Regions from separate parts of the Danio rerio genome. Here region 2 is linked to region 1. Evidence: chromatin contacts called from public HiCAR-type data. All regions are on one chromosome and are shown on one strand. The core of a region is the stretch at or near the end of the contact, and the rest is flanking DNA. Distances in the headings are between cores, read along the strand shown.

Region 1 (2,567 bases), core at 20-2,519:
CTTAATTGGGAATTGGGCTTAATTTACATTGCATTTACATTTACACTGTAATATCTTCCAAAATGTATTTTGTGATTCATGTTTTTTGCATCTATTTGTTTAATTTTTTATTCTTTAAAATTGCTTATGAGATCTACAAAAACTTGTGATTTTGAAAATTTTCAAAGACACTAATTACAAATGTAATAGTTTGATGTTATCTGTATTGGTGTTATAAATTACTCTACAAAAACCTGGTAATAAACTGCTAGAACATTTCCTAAAAACATATTTTATCAACCTAATTCTCTCTCTTATGTTTCTTATTAGATATATTGCTTCAAACTACTAATATATCAATAAAAGTCATCTTGTTAAACTGCACAGATAATTTTAAATATCCAAATTCCACAGAGCAAAGATTAAGGTCCTATAATATAATTCACAACCACAATTACATGGAGAAAAAACAGAGAATCGTGAAAAACCAGAACCTGTTAATTAATGGATTTTTAAAGTGTAGCATCATGTTCAACTACTTAACTGGAAAGGTTTACTTCTTTAAATTTGTAGGTACTAAAATAGACCCTTTTCATACATATGTGTACCGTGACAGCTTTTGTATAATTTTTCTGATAGTGTGCACAAGTCGGACGGACGGATGGACAGACAGACAAAAAATAGGTTATGATAGGATAGATAGATAGATAGATAGATAGATAGATAGATAGATAGATAGATAGATAGATAGATAGATAGATAGATAGATAGATAGATAGATAGATAGATAGATAGATAGATAGATAGATAGATAGATAGATAGATAGATAGATAGATAGATAGATAGATAGATAGATAGATAAATCCATGTTGCTGCTCAATCTCCATCAACTGCTTTCACAAAAATGCAAGTTAAATCTCTATTAAGGAAACATGGCATTTGTCATACTGCTGCTATCAGTCAGAAACCCACAGTTTACAAAAAAGATGAGTGTGTTACTTTAAGGTTGCAGTAGGTCTTACATGTTTAATGGGGTTGAGCACCTTTTAACAAACGTTAAGCTAAAGCTTGACTACTTTTTCCTTTCATTTCATTTTCAGCTTCCAAATTCCAGAGGACACATTCACATGCCGGATTATTAACCATACTTGAGTCTTAGTTCAGGGAAACCTGGTGCAAACACCTCTTACCGTGTCTGTCAAAGTCAACAGCAGTATACTTAGATTTACTTTTTCACAATTTTAATCTGTATCAGTGATTGGTAGGAATGTGGAGGATTCCCTGTGGTTGCCACAGAGTGTCAGTAGCGTGCAAATGTTCTGCTATCAGAGACGAAGGAAGGAGAGGGAGAGGCCAGATTTGCAACTTGGCATTCCACAATTTTTTTTTTTTTTTTGAGGGGGGGTCATGTTACTAAAGAACCGCACAAATGCTTTTCATTTACCGCTCAGCAAAACATATATGGCATGATACCTTGATCAAATATTTGTAGGAATACCAATTTTCCCCTTAATTTCTTTTTACACGATATTCAAACATTAAGAACAGCTGCAACACAACACAAAGTCTTTTGCCAGGAGCTCTTACTTTAGATGCTTCAAACTAATTTCTCTCGTGATGAGCTAGTGCAACACACTGTGCACTGGAATAGCGTTAATCATTTTCAAGTAAGTGGCTATACATCTTACATAATGAGATTCTCTTGGGCACTGGTCCTAAATACATGCAATAAATACATTCTTCATGGCAAATGAGGAGAGGGTTACTATCCCCCTTCTGCTATTTCCCAACTTTTCTCTTTCGAAGCATGTTTTCTTTTGGTTTTGACTGTACTCGCCACCACAGAGAGAGAGAGAGGGAGAGAGAGAGAGAGGTAGATCCGGAGAGAGGGCCCAGACTCACAGCCAAGAATAACAGAGTTTGAGCACTGTCAGAAAGGGCTCCTCGCTAAAGAAAGCTGCAGCACGGTTTTTAACACTCTCCAACATATTGAACATTTCCTGTGTTGCTCGTGTTTCCAGGGGCCGCTCTTCTGTTCACTGTCATCTCTACAGCCACGCCCACTTTATGCTTAGCCAATCTAATTGGTTGCGACTTAGCTGAATATATGAAGTCAGGTTTTTTCACCACCGTCCCAAGCCTTCAAACTGTAAGCAACGGATCCTTCAATTGACTTTGTTCCAAGGCTGAGTAACAACCATCTGGATGGGAATAAATGATCACCAGTTCACATTAGGAATAATTAATTGGTGATTATACATAATATTAGCTCAAGACAGATGGTGCACAAGAGAATCAAACGACAATATGCTAATACTAACATGGATTTATTTGTAAAAAATCCCTGTGTTGTTGTGCATGTGCAATAATTATGAACAAGGAATAGGTGTTGAAATAACATAAATAATCAAAGTAATCACCCAGCAATATATAAAATGTTTCATATCATCCACCTCTTAATATCGTCTATTTTTATCCTGATGCATGCAAAATACTTTCATAGAGAAAAATTCATTCATCCATTCTCTTTCGGCTTAGTCCCATACTTATCAGGGCAGAATGAACCACCAACTATTCCAGCATATAT
Region 2 (2,567 bases), core at 41-2,540, 200 kb after region 1:
ATGATGTATGAATTTGGCCACAGTGGGAAGAGAAAGCGATGCATATCTATCTGCATGTGTGTGTGTGTGTGTGTGTGTTTGTGTGTAGTTATAGCTCCCAAGTGGATCATAAGTGCTGTTGTTCTCTTTTGTGACACTGATTCACATAAAAAATAAGTCGTAAACAAAATGGCTGTGGAATAAAATAACATGGTGGTTTTATTCTACTACTATTGTTTCTTTTTTCCCTCTAGAAAGCAAAATTAAGCAGTTTTTAGTCCAGCTATAGCTATCCAAAGCTGTTCCTAGAAAAGGAAAACCTATAGATGAGAATTACCGCAGATATTCGGTTCGTCATAAAGGAATGCATCATGTGTTGCTCATTTGTGTTGAGTGGGTCATTCAGTTAATGAAAATTGAATTTCTTGCAAAACAAACCAATCTTCTATTCGGTAGGGCAAGTCTTGGCAGGTTTTACGTTGAGATTTTTCCGCTTTGTTTCCATTGGTTCGTTAGTTATTTGCATGTTTTCGCTCAAACTCGGTCAACAGCTTGATGTTGTTATGAAGACCTTGCTTGTTTGGCTAATTCTCGCCATTGTACCATTTTTGAAAGCATTGGAGATCAAGGCTAGAACTCAATGTATACTAAAACCTCAGCTCTTTGTTACATTTGGCATGATTATATCCCATTACCTATTCATCTCTCAGTGAAAGCTTGCCAGAACACACAACCATCCAATTGTGCAACTGTTGTAACAAGAGCTCTTACTGTGCTAAATCGGAACCAGCGAGGCCTACAGGGTGAAAATGTTTCACAGCCATGCAGATTTAACGTCACATCTCTGCTTTAATATAATTTTAAGACCAAATGCGGTGTTTTTGTGAAGGTTTCTCATAGTGAAATCTTCTCGCACGTTCAAGAATAGTTGCCTTTAATCACAGAGAGAGGTTTCCTCAACCACCGTGTTTATTTTTACAGCTGAACTGCCGCCTCAGGCTAATTGTTTTCTTTTTTCCCTAGAGGCCGGTCTGTTTTCCTGTGGCTGAGCACTCAAGTGACTTACTATCTCCTTTTTTTTAAGATGCAGGTTATCGTTTTGGCTGTTTATTTACGGCCATCGTAAGGGGGAAGTGTAGCGGGGAGCTATCGCAGAGTCGTTTTGGAGATGGCTTTTAATTACAGGCTTGTAGATATTCTGCGGCTGACTCTTTTCTTTTTTTTTCTTTCCTGGGTACATGGGAACAGGAGTGAGAATGCAAAATAACCCGCCGTAAATACATTAGCCAATAGAGCAGTCTGCAAACACAATTCTTCCCCCCACCCAGACGGTCCGAGCAGTTTCGAGGCCAAGCCGCTCCGCTTTTATTGAGACAGAGTGTCCTGCCACAAGCTAATGTTAGTCTCTCTAAAAGACCCAGTGGAGTTTTAAAGCTGCTGTTTGTTGTTTGCATGGCTTGGCATTAAATAATCAGACAAGAAGTTGTCGGCGGTTCCCTTTTCCCCATTGGACTGGAGTGAACTTTTAAAACGGTTAACAAAAGGGTAACCTCTCAGTGTTGAAGATCCTGAATAACAGCCATTTCCTCAAAGTTTTGATTTGAGTACAATTATGGCACATTATGCTTCAGAATATCACTACACACTGTTTTTGTGTGGTGTTGCCATTATAGTAGAACATACTTCTACACCCTGAGGCCTTCTGACAAAATGAAAGAATTAAAAAAGAAAGCTCTCATAAAAGGGGTGTTGGTGTATGGCATTTAAACTTTTTTTGAGGGCAAACAAGAACATATTCTGCTGTTTGTTGAAATGACATGTTATTATATTACTATTGGAGAACTCACTGTGACATTGCTGATTTAATTGATTTTGTCCATGAACTTTCCACTGAAACGCAACGTACATTATTCAAAACAAAACATATGTTTGTGTATGTGTTTCTGAATGTTTCTAAAATATTCTCATTTACAACAAATCTTTTATGTCAACTGCCTATGTAAATTATTATGTTGTGGGTTGATTACATTATACAGGGTATCCATCTTAAAGTCTTAAAAAGTCTTAAATCTTAAAAGCTAAATTGTAGGCCTTCAAGTCTTAAATCTACTAAAATATTGGGTTGTAGGTCTAAAATCTTTTTTTTTTTTTTTTTAACAGGTCTTAATTTTACTATGTTCATGTATAGCTACCCAATCTGGCCATGAACACCCATACAATCACCAACAATCCCAATCTTAACAAAACTTTTTATTTAAAAATTGCATTTAATTTCCTTCATTACAGTAACATTTGTTTAAAAGTTCTCCATTTTTTTTACTGCTGAGGATACTGACCTGACCTATATTTTTATTATTAAATTATTATTATTGTATTATTAAATTATAATCAGTTTTTGATGGGTCAAGTGAAAATCTTTTCTAACTAGGAGACAGCATTTAGCCCTGTCAAAAGTCAAACATTTTATTCATAATGGTCTTAAAAAGTCTTAAATTTAACTTGGTGAACTCTGCAGAATCCCTGATATATGCCATTTTCTAAAATAAAATAAATAAAATAAGGGAAAAAAGGCTTTTTCGATTTGGTTT

Evidence for each region. HiCAR-type assays count read pairs that join an accessible place to other places.
Region 2: a HiCAR-type map of caudal fin shows a contact between it and region 1, with 5 times the contacts expected there. The contact joins two enhancer-like sites. A contact is called at or near these places in 1 of 18 Hi-C or Micro-C datasets (caudal fin) and 1 of 4 datasets of contacts at active chromatin or transcription factors (caudal fin).

The regions. Positions count from the first base shown.
Region 1 is chr13:38,612,237-38,614,803 of GRCz12tu, forward strand. All of the region lies in intron 3 of LOC101882067, which reads right to left. Among named protein-coding and RNA genes, the nearest start is that of btbd3b, 110 kb to the left of the region's middle. Within about 2 kb of position 1,270, at least 6 of the 62 cell types and tissues checked have an H3K27ac peak or open chromatin away from gene starts, as enhancers often do. A contact at or near this core is called in caudal fin, where this site is marked.
Region 2 is chr13:38,816,146-38,818,712 of GRCz12tu, forward strand. The region is part of intron 5 of jag1b (jagged canonical Notch ligand 1b); the gene reads left to right. Among named protein-coding and RNA genes, the nearest start is that of jag1b, 19 kb to the left of the region's middle. Within about 2 kb of position 1,291, at least 8 of the 62 cell types and tissues checked have an H3K27ac peak or open chromatin away from gene starts, as enhancers often do. A contact at or near this core is called in caudal fin, where this site is marked.